Linked DNA regions of Mus musculus: regions 1, 2, 3, 4 and 5 are each linked to region 6. The links are chromatin contacts, called in public HiChIP or PLAC-seq, Micro-C and promoter capture Hi-C maps. All regions are on one chromosome and are shown on one strand. Each heading gives the region's core, a stretch centred on a gene start, on an enhancer-like site or on the middle of the called end of the contact. The rest is flanking DNA. Distances are from core to core; before and after follow the strand shown.

Region 1 (3,626 bases), core at 483-2,982, 270 kb before region 6:
TTATGACAAACACAAACCCAAGGTTATTATAAGCATTCCTTCCTAAGTACTTCATGCCCTACCTGCCCTGACCTGAGGTTGATGCTGGAGTTCCAAGGATGTAGGTCTCAGAAGGAGGCAGCACAGATTGCAGTGCTGGAGTGCCAGCTTCCACTCCCAGCACAAGTGTCCCAACAAGTATCAAATTGTGTGCGCCCTGTCTAATGCCTCCAAATCTAAACACTGATCATGCTGTAGTTAAACGTCACCCTGACAACTTGGGAATCTTTGCCAATGACTGAAACAAGTGTTTATGGGATGCTTTCCAGGAAACTAGGATTTGATCAACACTGCTTTTAAAATGATGAACATTCATCCTGAACACCTAATTCAATTCACACATGGGCACTGTTTGTTCTGTGTAGCCAGAGACCCAGCCAGCAGCTCTATTACTCAAGTCTCTTAGGGATACGGGCAAATAAGGGAAACCTCAGGCCCTTGAAGCTGAGACGAGCAAGAGTGGAAAACAAAACAAAACAAAAATCTGCAAAAATCCAGTCATGATATGATATAGCACCTAAAATGTTACCTCATTGGGGGAATTAGCGTAGAAGAGAATTGTCTTTCTTAAGGGGGTTCTTTTTCCTGATCATGGATTCTGGCACCTCTCACAGAAGCTAAGTAGAGTAAATTCATGTCCTTGAACTAATGGCCGCTCTTGCTCTTGCTCTTGCTCTTGCTCTTGCTCTTGCTCTTGCTCTTGCTCTTGCTCTTGCTCTTGCTCTTGCTCTTGCTCTTGCTCTTGCTCATGCAACTGTCTTCATCATTCACCTTTCTTTCTAACAAATACATAGTTAGGCTTAATGAACAAAGACTAGGGAGCACACTAACAAACCTAAAGGAGCTCTAAACATACTGATGACTCTAGGAGGCATCTCTATCATGATCCTAGTGATATACAGGGTCAAGAAACTTCAAATTCTATCTACCTGACTTTCAAGTCAGGGAGGGGAGTAAACATGGATTTATCACTGTAGATAAAAGAGGAGGCCATTGTCATATCTTGATCAGTCTTTTAATTACTGGTGATAGTGGTGCCATATCTGACCCTGAGATACCAATAACAAAGTTAACAGTTTTCATGTATATATTGAAATCTAATTTAAACTTCAAGACAACTAGAAAATGTTAGCCCTGTTACAACAGAATCGTTAACCCTGCTACAGACAAGGAAATAGGAGATTGTTTAAAGCAGACTTGCAAGCTCACATGTAAGCAGTTCCTGTCATCACAGTGTAAAATTGTGTCACTTTATGAAGATCTGAGGAAGTCCTTAGTGAGGGGTAGTCCTGGGGCTGCTGCTGCCAGCCAGGGGAGTAAGGTGGCAGTCCTGGCAGAGCACAAAGCTGCATTCCCAATACATTAGAAAAATTGTAGTTACAAAAGGACTTCAGAGATGCATACATTTTAACAATGCTTAGAGACCCCTCGCCCACAGTCATAGTCATTTCACAATCATTCAAAAGGAATGAGCCTGAGCCACAGTTGGCCCGTCTTCCCAAGACTCAGACACATGTATTCATGGCTTGCTATTAACAGCCAACTGGAAAGAATACACATAAAACCTTGTAGGGTGAGGGCTTTGGGGACATCTATGTTTCGGTCATTTACACCAACCTAGGAAACCCCAAAGCCTAGGTACATGTTTCAAGTTGTAATGCATCCCCTTGTACACTGAGTAAACTGTGCAATTGTTTTCTATGTAAAGTAACAAACCTTTTGCCAGCAGGTGGCAGTCTTGCAGAAAAGATCAGTGGGAATTTGGGAAATCTGATATTAAGAAAATTTCAAGTTTTAGAAAGAACTATGCATCCAATATGATTAAATCGTACTATAAGCCTGAAATTTTATGAACAATGCCAACTAGACATGTCCATTCAATTAACTTCAAAAATACAAGTCACTGTATACAAGCATTATTTGATTCCATCAACAGGGTGTCCTGCTGCATACTAGATGAAGATACAAGGTTGAAACAATTCTAAGGAATGGTAGAAAACAGAATCAGTTTAAATATTGATTTTTTTTTTACAACTGACACACTTAATATAATCTGTCTTCTTATGTGAGACTGGCAGAATATTGCGTAGTCTTGAAGTGGTGTTTTTATGTTTTTTAAGACTATTTTTTATTCTAGAGAAGCGTGTGTGTGTGTGTGTGTGTGTGTGTGTGTGTGTATGTGTGTGTGTGTGCTTCTTAGGAAGGCCAACATACACTTAACACTTCAAGGTCCATCAGCATATTGTTCAAAGTTAAAATGGCAAATTCTACTTGGCAGTCATAGCAAATGAGTATTTACTCTCAAAATATTTGCTGGGTCTCTTACAGGAAGCTAATTTTTCTTCAAGGAAACCACACTTTCAGAAGGTGAACTGTGTCCCCCACATTCCTATAAAAGAAAATCCCAATTCCCACTCTTGGAATCTGATCTTACATGGAATCAAGATTGCAGCACGAGTTAGGATTACATCATACTCTGATGTTTGGTGCTCTGTTAGACAGGATATGCTGCCTTTGTCCCCAGATGCACTGACTGTAAATGCGCCAAGTGCCCCCAGTGCCTCTGTCTTCACAAATGCACTGAAATCTGACGTAGGTGTTCACACATCAATTAGAAGAGCAGCTTGAAGGAAAAAAAAAAAAAGTATTTTATGAGGAAGTTGTAGAAAGTCAAAGATTCTGGGCAAATCTTCTTTGGCAATTTAATATTAAGTGTGACTGATGGTAAAGATCAGTGAAAACTTAGGCAGTGGGCTCTGAGGAGGATTCCATCTGAATTTTTGGCCTCAGGGATGCTCACAGGGCATTACTGCAGGAACAGCACAGCTATAAATCATGGGCTTACTGGTAGCATCGCTGCACTTTGGGCTGTCCTATTGGCTCTTCTTTTCTTTCTTCCTTTCTTTCTTTCTTTTTTTTTTTTAAATTGGTTATTTTATTTATTTACTTTTCAAATGTAATCCCACTTCCCAGTTTCCCCTCCTTAAACCCACTTCCCCCTCCTTGCCCCTCCTTCCCCCTCCATGTGTACTCTTTGGTTGGTGGTTTAGTCTCTGGGAGCTCTGGGAGGGTCAGGGTCTGGTTGGTTGATATTGTTCTTCCTGTGGGGTTGCAAACTCCTTCAGCTCCTTCAGGCCTTCCCCTAACTCTTCCATTGGGCTCCCCATGCTCAATCTGATGGTTGGCTGCAAGCATCTGCATCTGTATTGGTCAGGTTCTGGCAGAGCCTCCCAGGAGGCATCCATATCAGGCTCCTGTCAGTAAGCACTTCTTGGCATCAGCAATAGTGTCTGGGTTTGGTGTCTGTATATGGGATGGATCTCCAGGTGGGGCAGTCTCTGGATGGCCTTTCTTTCGGTCTCTGCTCCACTCTTTGTCCCTGCATTTCCTTTTGACAGGAACAATTCTGGGTTAATAGTTTTGAGATGGGTAGGTGGCCCCTTTTCTTTAGTCCATTTTATCCTTCTTGGTCAAAGAGTGCATCACCTGGCACTGTACCCTTTGTGCAACAGAGCTAAACTTTCAGTTCTGAATGCCAACCCAAAAAGGTGTTCCAGAATGATCCTAATCTTGGTCCTTGAACTTGG
Region 2 (3,937 bases), core at 270-2,769, 300 kb before region 6:
TGTCCCTCCTTGTCTTTTTTATAACTTTGGGTTGGAAGTCGATTTTATTTGATATTAGAATGGAGTAATTAGAATTACTCCAGCTTGTTTCTTCAGACCATTTGCTTGGAAAATTGTTTTCCAGCCTTTCACTCTGAGGTAGTGTCTGTCTTTTTCCCTGAGATGGGTTTCCTGTAAGCAGCAGAATGTTGGGTCCTGTTTGTGTAGCCAGTCTGTTAATCTATTTTATTGGGGAATTGAGTCCATTGATATTAAGAGATATTAAGGAAAAGTAAATGTTGCTTCCTATTATTTTTGTCGTTAGAGTTGGCATTCTGTTCTTGTGGCAGTCTTCTTTTTGGTTTGTTGACAGATTACTTTCTTGCTTTTTCTAGGGCGTGGTTTCCGTCCTTGTATTTTTTTTTTCTGTTATTATCCTTTGAAGGGCTGGATTCGTGGAAATATAATGTGTGAATTTGGTTTTGTCGTGGAATACTTTGGTTTCTCCATCTATGGTAATTGAGAGTTTGGCCGGGCATAGTAGCCTGGGCTGGCATTTGTGTTCTCTTAGTGTCTGTATAACATCTGCCCAGGCTCTTCTGGCTTTCATTGTCTCTGGTGAAAAGTCTGGTGTAATTCTGATAGGCCTGCCTTTATATGTTACTTGACCTTTCTCCCTTACTGCTTTTAATATTCTTTCTTTATTTAGTGCATTTGTTGTTCTGATTATTATGTGTAGGGAGGAATTTCTTTTCTGGTCCAGTCTATTTGGAGTTCTGTAGGCTTCCTGTATGTTCATGGGCATGTCATTCTTTAGGTTTGGGAAGTTTTCTTCTATAATTTTGTTGAATATATTTGCTGGCCCTTTAAGTTGAAAATCTTCATTCTCATCAACTCCTATTATCCGTAGGTTTGGTCTTCTCATTGTGTCCTGTATTTCCTGGATGTTTTGAGTTAGGATCCTTCTGCATTTTGTATTTTCTTTGATTGTTGTGCTGATGTTCTCTATGGAATCTTCTCCACCTGAGATTCTCTCTACTATCTCTTGTGTTCTGTTGCTGATGCTCGCATCTATGGTTCCAGAATTCTTTCCTAGGGTTTCTATCTCCAGTGTTGCCTCACTTTGGCTTTTCTTTATTGTGTCTACTTCCCTTTTTAGGTCTAGTATGGTTTTGTTCATTTCTATCACCTTTTTGGATGTGTTTTCCTGTTTTTCTTTAAGGACTTCTACCTGTTTGGTTGTGTTTTACTGTTTTTGTTTTTGTTTTTTAAGGACTTGTAACTGTTTAGCAGTGTTCTCATTTATTTCTTTAAGTGAGTTATTAAAGTCCTTCTTGATGTCCTATACCATCATCATGAGATATGCTTTTAAATCCGGGTCTAGCTTTTTGGTTGTGTTGGGGTGCCCAGGACTAGGTGGGGTGGGAGTGCTGCGTTCTGATGATGGTGAGTGGTCTTGATTTCGGAACCAAGATGTCTGCTGCTGATGCTCAGGCAAAGCACTTCTGCACCGGGCAGATCCCTATCCTCTGGCCGGGAAAATAGCCAGCTGCCTGTGCAGGATACACTCGGCAGGGTCCCGGAACTGAGATGTCTGCTGCCAATGCTTAGGCAAAGTGCTCCCACGCCGGGCAGATTCCTATCCTCAGAAGTCTTAAGATCCCGTGGCGGGTGTTGTGGGTAGCTGGCAGGTGTCAGCCGACTCTGTGCCCTAGCTACCCCGGTGCTGCTCGGACCGGAAGGGGCTTGTGCCCCTACTCAGGCCGGGTTTTCTGCTTCCCTAACTAATGCAGTCTCAGGTCCCGCACGATTGGATTGGAGCAGATGCTGTGTTCCACTTACCAGAAGTCTTAAGATCCCGTGGCAGGTGTTGTGGGTAGCTGGCGGGAGTCAGCCGACTCTGCGCCCTAGCTACCCTGGTGCTGCTCGGACCGGAAAGGGCGTGACTTGGCTTTTATTCTAAGTGATAGTGTAGTACCAGAGGCTATTCTGAATGTCACTGAATAGGCAACGCTCTTATTGAATTCCAAGCCCATTTTCTTGCTCAAGGACGTTCTAGGACTGTTGGAATACTGGCGGAAGGCTTTAGCCATGTCGGAATTCAATTTTAAAAGGCACTTATAATAGGAAAATACTGAAAGAGAGCATGTGGATCTATACACTAGACTAACGCAGAAATGGAACGCGGGAATGAAAAATTAATGTATGGGTAGAGAACGCTAGACTCCAGGAGGAGAGCTTGCTTGAAACTCTTTTGCCTCATGAGTGACTTTTAAGCCTTTCGGCTTGTCCAGGTGACTCGACTGGAGAACGTAGCATCCCACAAGGCTCTTCTGGACTAAAGAGCAAGCCCAGCGCTAGACAATGGGAAATATTTTCAAATCAAAATGTAGTACCAAGTAAGTGTTCAAGAACCTCAAAGGACCAATCAGGAGCTGATCCAATGCAATCACACAAAGGTCTTTATTCATAAGCTCAAGCTTGGGCTTGACCCACAGGATGGTTCCAGTGGAGTAAAGCCTTGAACACTCATCAGTATAAGGTTTTATAGGAAATGACAAGCAAGGGGTTAGGGTTTCTAGCCTGGAAAGCATCTAATTGAGGGGCTACTATGGCTTTTAACATAATTGGCTGGTGCTGGGAGCCAAACCATAAACTTAACTTCTGCTTCCCTCCTAATTGGTGATTGTTAGGAAGGGTTGGGTTTGTAACTTGAAGGTGTGTATTTGTTGAGTAATAACCTGGAAACTGGTGCTAGGTGGTGGGTGGATTTGTTAAGGGAAAATAACCTGGAAACTGAATCTAGGCTCAGGTTTTGTTGAGGGGTAACTTGGAAACTGAAGTCAGGTACTGGCCTAGTACTTTACTTGAATTTAAACTTAAGTCAGGTTTTCTAACATAGAGTGTGAACCCCCTAAATTTGGCCACTCATTTCCCCCTTTCTCTGGTAACTAGAAGGCCCTGTCATGGGACTTCCTGAAGCTCACAGGCTTTGTTATGGAGAGACTGGTAGTGACTTTTTATTACCATAAGTTGAATAGTCCCAAGTCCTTCTTTCATAAACTACACTGATTTGTTTAGAATGCAGGAGCAAAAGTCAAGGAGCAGAGGGAAAATGAGCAGAGGGCCCAGCAGGGTGGATATCAGGGTGGTCAGCCATGGGAACCTGTGAGCCATGATTCGAGCCAGATTTGTGCCTTTTCTCTTTCTCTTTTTCTCTTGGCCAGGCCCTTTGGCCATCAACTCTTTACTCCAGAGTGGTCAACATAAAAACAACATTCTTTTTTGAGGGCTGCACATAGCCTTCCCCTGTTGCATAAAAAGGAGATTCAGCCCCCTCCTACTTTTGGAGTACTACCTCTGCCAGGGAGCCCAGAGAATATTGGGGGAGAAAGATCCCTTTCACTAATCTCTCCATATCAGTGTCTATGGCCTCTCTTAGATGGTTGTAATATTTGCTTTTTAACACCAAGGAAGCTACCCCATTCCTGTGCTGACCATGCCCAATCCTAGAACAACCACCAGTTACAGCCAAAATTGGTTCACTTGGCTTTTGTGAGAACTAGGTCAGAAGTTACATCTAGGAAATCTAGGACTTGATTGTAATTGTGATAAATAATCCTAGGTAACAACTGGACAAGTATACAGAATTCTTGGTCCTGATGTAGCATAGCCCCGTGGATGCATAGGATGAGTCCTAAAATGCATGCCCTTCAGTCATTGTTGGAAGGCAAAATGTATTTATCATTATCTGGATTTATCTTGTAGGTCCAGTTACAAAGGTGGCTATAGACCCCAGGGACTGTCCCTATACAGGTACCCTGATCCTCTGTGGCCTTTAAGGTCAGCCTAGCCTTAGAGTTACCATCTGTACTCACTGGGGTTCTTAGTTTCAGTAAAGTCTCCAGTCAAAGTTATTTCTTCAAAGTAGGGTGATCTTATCTCCTAACACAGCCAG
Region 3 (3,667 bases), core at 1,040-3,539, 380 kb before region 6:
GGTCTGCACCCCTATAGGTGGAACAACAATATGAACTAACCAGTACCCCGGAGCTCGTGTCTCTAGCTGCATATGTATCAGAAGATGGCCTAGTCAGCAATCATTGAGAAGAGAGGCCTCTTGATCTTGCAAACTTTATATGCCCCAGTACAGGGGAATGCCAGGGCCAAGAAGTGGGAGTAGGTGGGTAGGGAAGCAGGGCAGGGGGAGGGTATAGGGAACTTTCAGGATAGCATTTGAAATGTAAATAAAGAAAATATCTAATAAAAAATAAAATAAAATAAAAAAGAAAAGAAATCTTGTGATCAGACACTTCAGTCTCCTGCCTCCGAGTTTCTCGGCCAATATGCCCTGAACTGTAATCCAGAGTGGCCCTCTGGTCCTTTAAGTTGCTTCCCCACGGGATTTGGTTACAGCAACAAGGAAGAACGACTAGTATGCAGCCTTTCCCTTGGACTGTGGTTTTGGTCTGTGGTGTATTTCTATAACCACAACCACCAATACCCCCACATCCTTTTACCTTCTCTGATGGGTCACTTTGTTTCCCTACCTGGCCAGAATCACCATTCACCTTATAACCAGGAAGCATCTCAGGTATTTTTCCTGTCTAATTCCAGGAGGTGGCAGTTTAAGTGGGGTTTGTCTCCATAGGCTCTCGTATTTAAACACGTTGTCCCCAGTTGGTAAGACTATTTGGGAAGTTGGGGAGGTGGGGTCTTGTTGGAGGAGGTATATTGCTTGGAGAAAGCTCCTAAGTTTCGAGCACCCACATCTTTCCCAGGGATCTCTCCCTGCCTCTTTCCTGAGAATCCAACTGTAATCTCTCAGCTACAGCTTCAGCGCCATGCCTGCATGACTGCCTGCTGCCATGCTCCCTGCCATGATGGCCAAAGAATCTAACCCAGCAGAACAGTGGACACTGAATCGAATGTTTTCTAAGTTGCCTTGGTCATGGTGTTTTATCAAGACAATATTTAAACTTAACTAAAACACAGAAAAGTCTGCATAGAAAACGCAGCAAGCTTTTTTTTTTTTAAAGAATCTTTATTTCATGATTTGATGGTCTTAGAGTCTATGCCTCGTGCTCTGTCTTCAGAGTGTACGAGTGCAGGAAGAGGCTGGCCTCCAACACTGAGAAGTCAGGCTATCTGTGGCACGTATTATTTTTAGAGTCAGAATGGTTATAACTCCAAAGCCCCTCTTGCCAGCCCGAGGACCATCCTCTTGGATGCAAAGTCCTTGCCTGACACAGCTAGTTTAAGCTACAGTGGTCAAATAAAGCTGACACCTCAAACGTCATGAGATGTCCTGTTCCCAGGGACAAGCTTGAACCCTGAGTTTTCAGCTGTTCTTTATTAATTTTGGAATTCACTCACTATATGGCCCAGGCACCTCAGCTTCCAAAAGTACTCCTTGAGCGATTCATTCACCGCTCCCTCCTTTAAATAACTGTGAACTTAAGACAGTTTCTCTTTGTATGGTCATCAACCAGGTAATTTCATACTCGATAATCGCTTTATCTTCACCATACCCAACACACTTTCAACCGAGCACTTACACAGTGGAAGCTTTGGAACTCAGTGGGAGAAGAGGCTGAGAATCGAGGAGACTGCAGATTTAGTCTTCAAATTTGGGGTTGGGAGTAACTATCCCCACTTACTCTACCGGGCTTCTACTTTGTAAAGTTACCTGAATTCATCTGGGTCCCCTTGAAGATTTGGGGGGTGGGGGTGAGAGAGGGAAGGGAAAGAGAGACAGAAAGGGACAGAGAGATAGAGAGAGACAGGGAGAGACAGAGAGACAGACACCTTGATACTGAGAAACAAGGCTAAGCACCTATTATAATGCCTGCTGCAATGGAATAAAACTACCACCAGAGGGTACTAAAGGACCAGGATCCTGAGATACCATCAGCTTCCAGAGGCTCATTTCAAAGATCTGAAGGGGAGGGTTTGGGGGGCTGGCCAATAGCAAAGCTGTGCTGCGAGGCTCTGAGCAGTTGCGAGACTCTGAGCAGCAAGGTCAAGAATCCACGCTGCGTTTATGTGAATTCGGGCACCGATCCCTGTTGTTATCGTGCATCACAGCAGGGCCTAGCGGTTTTCGTCTCTCCAAGCCCATCCCTGACCAGTGACTTGGGCTGCCTGTGGTCAGCTGCCATAGGCCGGCCGGCGGGGCGGGAGAGGGCACCCGGGTCAGCCACTGCCCCTCTGTGGATGGACTTTGTCCCTTCTGCCTCCTGACCCGGGTCTATTTAGATCTCAGACACCTACCGCAGCCGGTAGGCAGGCAGATTGGGTGGCACTACACAGGGACAGCTAACAGTGCATCCCGAGTGACTGGCTTTCTGAATCCTGCTCCACGCGACCAGCAGAGACATGAATTACTCACGGTTCCTCACTGCAACGAGCCTGGCCAGAAAGCCATCTCCCATCAGAACTACAGGTGAAAAACAAAGCCAGAGCCCTCCCTGCTCTGCAAGAGTGGAGTTTTCTTAGCGGAAGCTCTGCATGGTGCCCTGTTTTGGCGCTCACCGCTAGGGTTTGTGCCCATTCATTCAAGTGTGAAGACAACCTGTGAGCATTAGTGAAGGAGGAGTTATTTAACTTTTGTTCACTAAGAGCTTGGCTTGGAAGGCAAGGCAAGGCAGTGAGTATTTTTGCTGAGGTGTTGGAGATGAGCCAAAGGGCCAAGCATGAGGCACATCTTTCAAGCCAGCTGTAGAGAAAGGCTCTTAAAGGACTGGGGAATGGGACCCAGAGGTGGAGTTGGGACACACACAGGTATTGGGCAACAGGGAAAAAGGCCTTCTGCTGCTGGGGCCCTCTCCATTTTTCTTCGCCATCTGCATTCTTGGATTCCTCCCCCAGTGAGAAAGTCTAGAAAAATTTACTTTGTATTTATTTCAGACTAGCATTCAGTCTTAGCCCAGTATGCTGCTTTGTCAGACTAGAGGAGAGGAGTGGTAATTTAATAAACAGCAAGAATGTTCTGTCGGCTCTGGAGACTGCCATGCCCAACATCAGGTACCCAGTGAGGACAAATCCAAATAAATGATGCTTCTCGCTGCAGCTCGGTCTCTTCTGTAAGAACACTAATTCCATTTCTGACGGCAGAGTTTTTAATGATCTAATCCCATCTTTAATATAGCATATCAAGTACTAGAGTCGAGTATAGGACTTGGTCAGGGACATTAATGTTCAGACCACAGGACGGTGGACACATTTTTTTTCTTCTTTTTGTGTTTATCATAGCGGACATACTGAGCAAAGCACCAAAAACCCTCATCTCCCTGGCTCCTGGATCTCCAAACCCGAGCATGTTCCCCTTTAAGTCAGCTGCCTTCACTGTGGAAAACGGAAGCACCATCCGGTTTGAAGACGACTTGATCAAAAGGGCCCTCCAATACTCTCCAAGCTATGGGTAAGTAAGTGACCAATAGACGGTAGAATTCTATTGGTTCATTTTTAAATGCCATTGATGATGTGACTGAGATCTTTTGTTAATGGGGTGTACAATGACTGGGGAAGTTGGGAGAAGACTTTAAAATATTAAAAGCAAAATCAGTACTAAATGCTTCACACACCCCAGTGATGAGCTTTCAACCTTAAGTGACTGGGAGAGCCAGAGAAACATCTACAAGGAAGTCCCATTTGAGCTGAGTATG
Region 4 (3,597 bases), core at 570-3,069, 320 kb before region 6:
CAAGCTCATACTGACCACAGCTGTTTTTAACTTGTATTACTCTTGCAATCATTCTAATTACAAAATGTGGGCAAGTTAAGAATCCTGAGCTTGCAATCAAACTGAAAACGGCAAGCTACAGCCAACGGAACACTGGCAATTTAACCATATTTTTTAAGTTTCTTTTACAATATTAGAGCATAACCATGACTTTGGAAAGCAAAACCCAATTTTAAACAATCCATTCTCTTTAAAAATCAATAACAAAAGCTCTAGTTTTATGTTACAAAGTTTGACTGCCAATTCTTCTATATGAATGCATGACAGTGCAACTTTTAATACCTCATTAAAGAGACATTGTTTTAATCTTATCCCTTATAAGTCTAGTTTCTAGGATAAGAATTACATAAAATATTATCCTAATTTAGAAGTATCTTTAGAGGTCTGGTTTCCTGGGCTGTTTCATGCCAGATGTTGTTGTTTTAAATGACTCCAACCCTAAGTTACCGGTTTTAAGCTAACTTTTTAAGCATACCCAATAACTTATAAGTCATTACTCTAGTACCAAGACACGCAGAACATATTTATACCTTTAAAGCCAATCAGAAACAAAATGAAGCACCTATACCAATCTTATAAATTTATACCAATCAAAAAATTTTTACTTTTTCTAGCTATAATTTCAAGAGAAAAAGCACTTTGTCATTTGCTGAACACAATAATCACAATTGCAGAGATTTTTCTAGGGAAAAAAAAAACCCTATCATCTTATTTGCCTTAGAACTTGACAAGCCACTGGCCCCCTTTAAAAGCAGCTTTTCAGCAGGGCGTCTCTTGCTGTGCTTGACTCCTGGCTAAGTGTATGGGGAAACTTAAACCAGCCTCTGCTGTGCAAAATGAGACTGAATCAAGAGATGGATAGCCAGCAGATAAAGTTTTAACCGTTTTTTTCTTTTCAACATGAAACATAGAACAACAGTCATTCAGACAATGAAACAAAAACAGACACAAATTGACATGTGGACAGATTGGTGCACAAAAGACAGACAGTACAGAGAGGTAAGAGAACTTGATGTAAGCAACTAAGGATGTCTCCTGTAGGGGCCAGACAGGAAGCAGATGTCTCCCGATTTCCTTCTGTCCCTAGGAGAGCTCTGAAATCCAAATCCATTTTTCCTTCTCTCTCTCTCTCTCTCTCTCTCTCTCTCTCTCTCTCTCTCTCTCTCTCACACGTCATTTGTATATCTAGCATCTTGTTGTTGTTCTGTTTTGTTTATTACTTATTTTATTTTATACCCTACTCCTCTAGCCTGAAGCCTTTTGGAAGCTGCAGACAATTGCCTATATAAAATTCCCATCCCAATGTGCTGTCACCCCTAGCTGATATCAACACTGGGCCTATGCTGACTCAGTCTAGCCTGTATCACTTTTGCACCCTTGCAATCAGCAGCCTTCAAAAGATGAAATTTATAGCACTAACATTAATGTTGTATGTTGCTTACCACCATGTAGAATACATAACTTTTACTGTTTTCTGTGGAGCTCCACCGAGGACAGCCCTCAGTTGGTGGCCCTGTGTCCAAGCTCCTCATATGGGCACCACCTGTAGCCATCCAGTGGCCATGGAGAACCAGGTACACCTGGACAGAGAGTTGGGGATGGAATAGGATGGGCAGGCTAGAAAAATAATGAGCCAAGACAAAGTTCTCTGATCATGGCTCAAATTTTAATTTTGAGCTCTGTGTTTATATAGGCAAAATCCAAAACCCACCCCTTTGTATCAACTGGATTGAGTTGTAAAGTAAGCTCAGTAAGTGGCCAGCTCCTCAAGGCTCAGGCAGGAAGGTGTAAATTCAGTGAGGCCAGGCGCCTGGGTCCAGCAGCCAGAGACTTGTTTAGACAACTCAAGGCTGGGGGAAGGGCACAATACCTAATAACTTATAAGCCATTACTCCATAACCAAGACATGCAGAATATATTTATACTTTTAAAACCAGTCAGAAACAAAAATAAAGTGGCTACACACATCTTATATGTTTAGACTAGACAAGATTTTTATTTTTTCTAGCTATAATTTCAATAAAGGTGCACCTTGTTACCTTCTGAACCCAATAATCACAATCAGAGATTTTTCTAGAAGAAACAACTATCAGTTCCCTTATCATAGAACTTGAGAAGCTGCTTGCCCCTTTACAAGCAGTTTTTGCAGACAATCAGCTCCTAGCAGAGCTTCTCCAGCTATGCTAGACTCCTAACTACAGATGCAGGGCTCAAAAGCCAATAGAGACTGCCTTTAAAAAGTTGAACTAAATCAAGGGGTGGATATTCAGCAGATAAAGTTTTAACCATTTTTTCTTTTGAACATGAAATATAGAACAACAATCATTCAAACAAAGAAACAAAAACAGACATAAATTAACAAACATGGACAGAATGGTGCACAAGGACAGACAATAGAGAGAAAGGAAAGAAAACTTGATGTCCCAAAGGAACCTAGATATAACCTGAACTAAAGATATATCCAGTAGGAGCCAGAGAGGAAGCAAGATGTCTCCCGATTTCTTCCTGTCCCTAGGAGAGCTCTGAAACAGCTTATATCCATTTTCCTTCACTTTTGCTAACTTGTCCTGGACAGGGGACAACTGCTTTTCTAAAACCTTCTCTCTCTCTCTCTCTCTCTCTCTCTCTCTCTCTCTCTCTCTCTCTCTCTCTCATCATTTATATATTTTTATTCCTACTTCTGGGAACCATAGACAGCATAAATCTACTTGAGGTAAGAATTTTTCTAACATCTGGTTTTTTAAACCCTGCTCCTCTCACCTGGAGCTCTTAGCTGCAGACAAATGCCTATATAGAATTCCCCTGTCCCATTGCACTGTCACCCCTAGGTGAAGTCAGCATTGAGTCAACACCTCTTCAGCTTAACCTGTATCTCCTCAATATATCTCCTGCAACAACAGCCTCCAAAAAATAAATAGCTAGTGCTAACATGAATACTGTTTGTTGCTTTCCATGCAGGATTCTGTTACTACTTTCCTTTACTGTGGAGCTCCACCCAAGACAGCATTTCTCAGTGGGTCCCCCCTACCCAGTTTTTCTGGCCCCACATTGCACACCATTTTTAGCCATTCATCAGCCATGGAGAACTGGGTTTACCTGAAAAGGGGACTGGAAATGAAAGGGATGGGGGAGGGGTGAAAGGAGGATGAAGCCAAGATTAGGTTTTGATCAAGGCTCAAAGTTTAATTCTGCAGCTCCAGCTTATAAAGGGAAAACCACAAAACCCATCCTTTGTTTCAGCTGAATTCGGTTGCAAAGCAAACTCTGTGGGCAGTCTATTCTTCCAAATCCTGTAGGAAATTGCAGGTGCAGCAAGGCTGACTCCACCTGGAGTCCTTAAGGTCCATTGTGGCAAGCACTCAAGGTCTGTTCAACCTGCTCAAGGCTGAGGAAGGCACACTGGAGACCAAGAGAGGGAACCCCAGATTCATTGGGTTGGAACATATCAAAAAGGTACCTACTTGAAGCTGACTTGGCCTCATCAGTTATTGGATTCAATCTAACTCTGAACTCAGTCTAGTTTAAAGACTGTTCCTATAAACTTAAGAATTCAAAATA
Region 5 (3,912 bases), core at 1,211-3,710, 400 kb after region 6:
ACTTCACTCCCTTGGAAAGTTTTTTCAGCCAGCGGGTCAACTTCTTAATTCTAAAGAAAATGGTTTAAATGAGAGAAAGGAGAAGTAATGAGCCCATCTTATCGTGAGCCCTACCCCAGCTGCCGTAGGAAGTCGAGCTCTCTGACACCGAGGAGGCATCTACTGTTAACTGTCAGAATGTGATGTTCTTCATTCTCCACTCTTAGTGCATGAAATGCAGATCTTAGCTTGCTCTGGGTTGTTGGAGGAAAGAGATACTGTGTTATTTGGTCATAAAAGTATGCTGTTTTGATTGGGGCGGGGGGGGGGTGTGCGTGATAAAACCTTGGCAGAAAATGTGATTTAATGAAATACATGTTGGAAGTTTTGTTGATGTAGTTTGATTAAAAGAAGATGTGCACCTCAAAATTTAAGCGAAATGGTAATTAAAAAAAGAACCCTGCAGCATTTAAGACCCTTGAGCCGATGTTAAGGGGACGGAGGGGAACCACGCGGGGAATATAGTGTTACCGTTGGAGAAGCTAATTCTTTCCTGAAGAGCATGCTCTATGTGGGGTTGGTTTGTTTTGCTTTCCTGTCTCATTTGATCATCCACCGTGAAGTTTTACTTCTCCTCTGAGTTCCCTTTTCCTCAGAGCCTGTCAGGGTGAAGTAAGTTAGAGCGAGGGGACTGGAAGGTATTTTCTGAATGTCTCCCGTGTGCCAGGAGTATGCTGGCCACTCTCTGCACAACAGAGCTGTGGCCTCAAAAGTATTAATTTCCTACTTGGCAAAAGGCCACCACTCACGGTCATAGACCTCAGTCAGTGCAACCAGATCCTAAACCCTACCTGTTGAGCACCAGGGCTGTATTCTGTTTTCCGTGGGGTGTCCCTCGGTGTGTGATTTCATAGAGTCATGGAACTCTACTGGGAAGAGGGGAAGAGCCTGCCGGAGAGTGAATCTCTTCACTAGCGCTAAGAAACTCTGGAGGGTTGGAGATGTAGCTCCATTGGCAGAGTGCTTTTCTAGCCTATGTGACACACAGGGAAATGGTGGCAGAGACCTGCAATCCCAGGGATGGAGGCAGGAGGATCAGAAATTCTAGACTATACTTGGGTTTGAGGCTAGCTCAGATTCTGAGATCCTGCTTCCAAGAGGGGTGGGGGCGGGACCGGGACCAGTCATTCATTCAGGAAATCTTTTCTGTCTTTCTTCTCAAGAGCCATCTCCCTAAAGAGTTCAAGGGAATGAGCATTGCCATCTAACTATAGTCTGTTTCATTTCCCTTTTATTTATGTTGTCTTTTTGCTTGGAAAGTGTACACCTGTCCATGTTTCAGGTTCCTTTCATTGAGGGCACCATTAGCATTTCTAACGGGAAGTTCACCAAACTTTACCTGAGGTGCAGAGTTTAAATCTTCCGATGGTAACACAGCTAAGTGATTCAAAAGGGCTAGGCTTCCCTTTTGCTGGAAACTGTTTCATGCTGTTGGTAGACGAAATTATTATTGTGGTTGTTTTTGTAGAAACAGACAGTTACCCAGGCATGGAATTATCGGATACTCTGGTTTCTGAAGGTGGATATTTACTTCCATTGTACTTTCAGAGGCTCAGACAATTGTGACTATGCTTTAAACCCAAATAATAATTATAAACAGGCTGGAAACTGAAGACTTTGATTCATTTTAATTTATTCTTTAGAAGGAGCTACAGATGAGACGGTACACTGAAATAGGACTGCCCGGCCTGGGCTTGAGTTCTCCTCCACACAGAGACCTACTGTTTAAGGCTGCTAAATGTGTACTCTATTTGCCTGGGTGTGTGGGCACAAGAGAAATAGAGAGGGCAAGAATCGAGGTTGATCTTGTGCCAGAAACCAGATCTCTGCTGAGGTTAGTAAGCACTGAACTGAAGCATCGGGTAAAGAAACGGTTCTTGTTAGGGTCCAGACACGAGTGCTAGTCCTGTCTCAGCATGAAGGACACTGTTTTGCACGAAGTAGCCCCCAACCCCCAGGCTTTGCAGAGTGAAGACAGAGATACCATCCATCCCGGCTCTTTGTTTGGGGAGTCAGAGAAGTCCTGGTGGACCCTCACTGTGTTTGCTTTGAGTTGGCGTTGGTCCCGTGCCAGGCTATGTATGCATCTGATATGCATCGTCTCATTGAATTCTCCCAGTGACCTTATGAGATGCCTTTTCATTTTTGAGACGGGCAAACCAGACCTGGAGAACATTGGCTACTATGTAACTCACAGCCAGTGGAGCCGGGCCCTGAACCCAAATTGATCTTAACCATTAGTGGCATTTGCAGTTTTGACCAGGATCCTGGCCACTCGGTTTTCCCCACTTGCCTGCAGTGATGGATGGAGAGCGTTGAACTTGAGACCTCGTCCTGAGCACTCGGAACAGTAAGCTTTGGTGCACTTTGGAAAGAATAAAATCAACAAACTGGCTCAGCTGGGAGATGGGAGCTGTGGGAGAAGGCAGCAGTGTTTTCTCTCTGACATCACAGGAAGTTACCATGGAAATGATTATGGTATTATGAATACAAAATTATAACTTTGAGCAGGAAATAAGCTGCCCGAGGAAGCAGAACACCGAGGAACAGCAACATCGTTGTCATGAAAATGTCTTTTAGGTTTTAGATGAACAAATTTAGCAACATGAGGTCTGAATGCCTGGTCTCTTTCAACATTCCCGAAACATCAGTGTTAAATTATTCTTTTAACTCTCTTGGTTTTGTTCCTACTTTCAGGACTTGTTGAAAGTAAAACAACTCCCATGTGTGCATGTGTGTTTGTAGTTTAGCAAATATTGTTTTTTAAAGATCCTCCTTGCCTCAGCCCCCGTTAAATCCCTCCTTCAAAATGTTCCCAGTGGAGATAAACTGTTTCCTGGCCTTTCCATCAACAGATTCACTTCAGAAGGAGTTAGGGCTGGCATTTGTTAATTGCCAAGGCCAACTGTAGCAATTGGAGGGGAAGGGTAGATAATAAAAACCCAAATATAACAAGAACGTCAGTTCCCAATTTCATGATCCCCATTACTCTTTATGAAATGTAATGCTTTCCAAAAATGTTTGTTTAGAAAATGCTGATCATATTTTAAAGCTTTCCACAGGAAAGATGTTTCAGGCTGCCAGCCATCAGAAGTGGCAACGTGCTAGATTAGAGTCCACCATTTTCTTATGTTTGGAAGTGTGATGCTTTTATTTGTTTGTTTGTCTGCCTGGTTCTTTCTTGCACACGCTGAAGACAGCTGTGCTGCTCTCTTAATGGTGGGATTTTACCTTGAAAGGACCAAGTGTTCCACACAGGGACTTCATAGCTGTTCTGGTCCACTGTGCTCTAGAGCCAGGGTTGTCAACCTTCCTGATGCTGTGACCCTGTAATACAGTTCATCGTGCTGTGACGACCCCACCCCACACACCATAAAATTGTTTTGTTACTGCTTCATAACTGTAACTTTCCTACCGTTATGGATTATGAAGTAAATATTCTTAGACTATTCTGAGATCTACTGTATCTTCTCAGTCTATGAATAGGAAGAAAAAGGAAAAAGAGCATTAGCATTAGAATTTTAAAACAGCGAGTGGGTGCGGGGAGGGTAGCTCAGTGGTAGGGTTTTTGCCTGGTCTCCAGCACTGCTAGAAAAATAAATAAGAAACAATAACATAAGTCGGTAAAAGGAGCACAGATATGTCATTGAACTGGTCACAGATGAGCAGTGCATCCCATGTTGGTCATACTTAAGATCCATGAATGGTAATGTAGGTTATATTTGAAACATACAATATGCTTCTACATCTGGGAAGCTACCGTTCAATTTCAGATCATCACCGATATCTGACATCACCGTCCTCTTTCTCCCATCCTTTGCCAGCTTGTGTTTATCATTTATTTGTCCCGTAAAAAGTTTATAGTCCGTTGTA
Region 6 (3,691 bases), core at 973-3,472:
TGGAGGACACACTCTGAGATTATTCAGATTTCCAGCCTTTCTTCTATTGGGCTCCAAGGGGTACACTCAATACCAATACAAAACAAGTAATTAAAAAGATATTACATTTGCATTATAAGAAGAAATAAGCCCTTTCCTCTCCACCATGAAGGGAAGTCAGGGCAGGAACTCAGGAACTCACACTGAAACCTGGAGGCAATAGTTGAAGCAGAGACCACGGTGGAGCACGGGGCTTGCTTTCATGCCTGGTCCAGTCTGCTTTCTGATAGGACCTAGGACCACCTGCCCAGGGGTACCAAAGCCCTCGGGGTGCTGGGTCCTCCCACATCAATCATTAATCAAGAAAATGCCTCACAGACTTGCCTACAGGCAATGTGATAAAGGCATTTTCCCAATTGAGGTTCTTCCCAGGTGACCCTAGGTCAACTTGACCAAAACAAACAAACAAACCAAACCAACAAACAAAAAAAAAAGATAAAACAAAAATAAATGAAACAAATAAATAAAAACAAAAACAAAACAGGATAAGAAAGAGATGTGCTTTAATGTCTTTTTGTAAAAAAAATCTATATTTGATAGAGATTTTGAAATTACATTGTTCAAATAATGTAATTTATAACCAGCCTCAAAGATTAAAGTTTTAAAATTAAATGTAAAAAGAATGGATTCGCTTATTTTAAAGAATCTCGTTTTGTAAATGAGATTATAAAGTAGTTTAAGAGGTGCACTGGTTAGGATTGTGAATGAGATAAAGGTTAGTATGAAAGGTCATATGGAAACAAACATTCTAATCCCAAGTATGGGTTATTGGCTGTTTTCCACACTCTTGTTTCAAACAGCTCTCTAAAGACTTTAGCCTATATTATCACAGTCTTTTCAAGTATTGTTAGGTGTGCTGAAATTCTTTCAGCTGGTGTGAAACATGTACCAGATGAGTACATGAGTGGGGTAGGAGGAGGATGGAGGGAGTGCGACCTTTAGGTCTTTTATTTTCTCTTTCACTCCCGCCCCAGTTACAGCAAGGGAGCAGCTGTGCCCCTGGTTTGAAGTGCTCCTCAAAACCGGAGGAGAAGGCTCAGTGGTGAAGAGTAATACACTGCCCTTGCAGGACACCCACGTCGAGTGGCTCACTGCCACTTATAACTCTATCTCCAGAGAATCCGATGCCTTTTTTTTGCCATCTGTGGGACACGCGCTCACACACACACACACACACACACACACACACACACACACACAAATCTACAAATCTACACTCATATAACTAAAAATAAAATAAGTTTAAAACCAAGGATATGTTCCACAAAATGAGAGTATACAAATTGTGAATAAGGAAGAGAAGGGGAAGGTGGTGGAGGAGTGTGTCTTCCAAACTGTGTTCTTCCTGAGAGTCAGATTCTGATTTTTAAGCTCTGGGTAGAGCCTGACAGTGTGCCTTTTTAAACTGGCTCGGGGTGCTGCAGCTGCTCGTGGTACAGGGCTTACACTAAGCATAGCCAAGATTTGTAAAAACAAAAACAAAAAACGAATTGTATTAGGAATGAAGAACAGAGAAATGAGAAGAGAGAGAGAGAGAGAGAGAGAGAGAGAGAGAGAGAGAGAAAGAGAGAGAGAGAGGATGTGAAGATAAAGGGAAGGAAATGGAGGGAGGTAAAGAAAAGAGAAAAGATAGGTTTACTTAGTGTTAGACAATAGTGCAATAGGAAGGGAAAGGGAAGCCGGGCGGTGGTGGTGCACGCCTTTAATCCCAGCACTCGGGAGGCAGAGGCAGGCGGATTTCTGAGTCAGGACAGCCAGGACTACACAGAGAAACCCTGTCTCGGAAAAAAAAAAAAAAAAAAAAAAAAAAGAGAGAAAGGGATGGAGTGCAAAAAATTAATTCTTTAAATGAGTAGAAACAAAGAAAACGAAAAGGCTGAAGTGAGGCAGCATCTTAAAGCTATCTCTCTTGAGCATATGAGGACGAAGTTTATCGCTCCTTAAGAACCCAAATTCAATAGTCATATAGTCTAGGTTCTAGCGCACGCTGGCGCTAGGCAATGGGCGGGGCCCCGGATGTAGCTCAGGGGGCGGTGCTTGCGTTCGGGGGGGCGGGGCCACCCCAGGTCTGCGGACCGGGCCTTGCGTCCTCCTCCGTCTCAGGGGGCGGAGCCTGGTCTCTAAATTGGCGCCTCTGAGTGGCTAAGCGGCAGCTCGGATTGGCGGCTTTTGAACCCGGAAGCACTAGCGGGCGCTCGGAAGCGGCAGGAGCGCGGGCCTTGGCTCGCTCGCTGCGGCTGCGGGATGGTTGGCGGTGGCGGGAAGCGCCGGACGGCCGGGGCGGGACCGCAGGTAGGCGAGGCGGGATGCGCTGGGTATGGGGACGCTATGGGCCGTGGAGGAGCCGAGGGCCGCCCTGCGGGGCAATGGCCCGGGGAAGTCGTTCCTTTCCAGCGCCAGCCCAGTTCCCACGAAGCTCTGCAGCCAGCGGACGGACCATTCATTCATTCATTCATTCACTCACTCACTCACTCACTCACTCACTCACTCACTCATTCACTTACTAACCAGCTGATGGAAACTGGAGGAGCTGCCAGGGCGGCGAGGCACACGCGAACAAACATTTCACCTTTCGTTTTTTTTTTTGCTTGGGGTTAACGCAGGTGTGTAAAAGAAAATGCTGGAATTAACAAGCCCTGGAGTTATTAAAGACTTTTGTTTAAGACAGTCTCTATGTTGTAGCCCCGGCTGTCCTGGAACTTGATATGTAGATCAGAACTCAATATGTAGCCTCCAAATCACAGAGACCCTCTTGCCTCTGCCTCCAGGACACGAACCACCACTGCCCGGCTACTTTGGTAGCCTGACCTGGAAGTGTAAGGGATACGGGTTCTCAGATGAGTGATAGATTGGCCAGTCTGGACTCTTACATGATTTCATGGGTTCCTTAAGCATACAGTAGCTAATGGGAGAAGTTAAGCAGGGAAACGAACGTTTAACAAAAGTGACACCAGCTATGTTTTAAACTGGGTAGGGTGAGGCGATTGCTAAGGCTTAACGGCCAGTGGATGGCGAACATAGGTATTATTCTCGTTGTGTTGTGTTTTCTCACAACACCAAGTTAAAAATGTGGTTTAAAGAGAACAGCCTTGTCAGGCAGAAGCAATAAGACCAAAAGTTCAGTGTCCTCCTCAGTTACATTACAAGTTCAAGACCAGCCTGGGTTACAATAGACCTGTCTTAAACAAAGTCCAGCTTGATGACGTAGAGAGTAATAGTACTGATGACTTGAATTCAGTCCCTGAAGTCATGTGGAGTTAGGGAAGGGGACAATGTGACCAAATACGTTGTATGTAAAACCACTCCCACAGTTCTGCATCTACCCATTTGGGTGCCTTTTCCTTTTTGCCTAAGCATTTCCTGCCGCTTCTAGTCACTGTGGCTATCACCCTGAAGTTGGAGTTACCCTTGCCTTCTTGTAGAGTTTGTTGTTTCCTTAAAAAGCTTTTATGGTACATCTTGTCTTAGTCAGTATTCTACTGCTGTGAAGAGACACCATGACCATTAAAAAAAAAAAAAAGTGCCTAGCTGGGGCTTGATTACAGTTTTAGAGGTTCGGTCCACTATCACCACGGCTGGAAGCGTGGTAGCAGGCAGGCAGGTATGCTGCAGGAGAAGCAGAGAGTTCTACATCTAGACTGGAAGGCAGCAG

Evidence for each region. Promoter capture Hi-C pulls out the DNA fragments that hold promoters and counts their contacts. Hi-C and Micro-C count contacts between places; a contact is called where the count stands out from the background. HiChIP or PLAC-seq counts read pairs in DNA pulled down with a chosen protein or histone mark.
Region 1: a contact with region 6 is called in a promoter capture Hi-C map of neural stem cells. The contact joins the enhancer-like site here to the promoter of Hpf1 in region 6. A contact is called at or near these places in 21 of 39 promoter capture datasets (3T3-L1-derived adipocytes, the C10 cell line, the HPC-7 cell line and 14 more), 5 of 484 Hi-C or Micro-C datasets (the NIH/3T3 cell line, bone marrow-derived macrophages, cortical neurons and 2 more), 16 of 115 datasets of contacts at active chromatin or transcription factors (bone marrow-derived macrophages, craniofacial prominence, embryonic fibroblasts and 8 more) and 3 of 9 other capture datasets (adipose tissue, macrophages and pancreatic islet).
Region 2: a promoter capture Hi-C map of stem cell-derived epiblast-like cells shows a contact between it and region 6, with 4 times the contacts expected there. The contact joins the enhancer-like site here to the promoter of Hpf1 in region 6. A contact is called at or near these places in 6 of 39 promoter capture datasets (the 3T3-L1 cell line, embryonic stem cells, liver and 1 more) and 2 of 9 other capture datasets (embryonic stem cells and pancreatic islet).
Region 3: a Micro-C map of embryonic stem cells shows a contact between it and region 6, with 4 times the contacts expected there. The contact joins the promoter of Aadat here to the promoter of Hpf1 in region 6. A contact is called at or near these places in 15 of 39 promoter capture datasets (the 3T3-L1 cell line, 3T3-L1-derived adipocytes, cranial neural crest and 7 more), 1 of 15 datasets of contacts at CTCF or cohesin (embryonic stem cells), 9 of 484 Hi-C or Micro-C datasets (the N1E-115 cell line, brown adipocytes, cortical neurons and 3 more), 10 of 115 datasets of contacts at active chromatin or transcription factors (craniofacial prominence, embryonic basal ganglia, embryonic limb bud and 5 more) and 1 of 9 other capture datasets (embryonic stem cells).
Region 4: a contact with region 6 is called in an H3K27ac HiChIP or PLAC-seq map of epiblast stem cells. The contact joins the enhancer-like site here to the promoter of Hpf1 in region 6. A contact is called at or near these places in 5 of 39 promoter capture datasets (the 3T3-L1 cell line, 3T3-L1-derived adipocytes, hippocampal neurons and 2 more) and 1 of 115 datasets of contacts at active chromatin or transcription factors (epiblast stem cells).
Region 5: a promoter capture Hi-C map of the C10 cell line shows a contact between it and region 6, with 3 times the contacts expected there. The contact joins the promoter of 1700001D01Rik here to the promoter of Hpf1 in region 6. A contact is called at or near these places in 2 of 39 promoter capture datasets (the C10 cell line and pre-B cells).

What each region holds. Positions count from the first base shown.
Region 1 is chr8:60,615,374-60,618,999 of GRCm38.p6, forward strand. It overlaps Gm34730 (a long non-coding RNA gene), which reads right to left. Exons shown (of 3, transcript XR_379010.3): 3 at 1,041-3,626. Among named protein-coding and RNA genes, the nearest start is that of Gm34730, 15 kb to the right of the region's middle. Within about 2 kb of position 1,733, at least 6 of the 459 cell types and tissues checked have an H3K27ac peak or open chromatin away from gene starts, as enhancers often do. A contact at or near this core is called in embryonic fibroblasts, neural stem cells and tail fibroblasts, where this site is marked.
Region 2 is chr8:60,590,007-60,593,943 of GRCm38.p6, forward strand. No RefSeq gene overlaps it. Among named protein-coding and RNA genes, the nearest start is that of Gm34730, 40 kb to the right of the region's middle. Within about 2 kb of position 1,520, at least 5 of the 459 cell types and tissues checked have an H3K27ac peak or open chromatin away from gene starts, as enhancers often do. A contact at or near this core is called in stem cell-derived epiblast-like cells, where this site is marked.
Region 3 is chr8:60,503,835-60,507,501 of GRCm38.p6, forward strand. Aadat (aminoadipate aminotransferase) reads left to right here and starts at 2,290. Exons shown (of 13, transcript NM_011834.2): 1 at 2,290-2,445; 2 at 3,255-3,423. The coding sequence starts at 2,379.
Region 4 is chr8:60,571,867-60,575,463 of GRCm38.p6, forward strand. No RefSeq gene overlaps it. Among named protein-coding and RNA genes, the nearest start is that of Gm34730, 58 kb to the right of the region's middle. Within about 2 kb of position 1,820, at least 3 of the 459 cell types and tissues checked have an H3K27ac peak or open chromatin away from gene starts, as enhancers often do. A contact at or near this core is called in epiblast stem cells, where this site is marked.
Region 5 is chr8:61,286,412-61,290,323 of GRCm38.p6, forward strand. It overlaps 1700001D01Rik (RIKEN cDNA 1700001D01 gene), which reads right to left and starts at 2,461. Exons shown (of 5, transcript NR_045475.1): 1 at 2,333-2,461. All of the region lies in intron 2 of Sh3rf1 (SH3 domain containing ring finger 1), which reads left to right.
Region 6 is chr8:60,888,206-60,891,896 of GRCm38.p6, forward strand. It overlaps Hpf1 (histone PARylation factor 1), which reads left to right and starts at 2,223. Exons shown (of 8, transcript NM_028299.3): 1 at 2,223-2,331. The coding sequence starts at 2,284.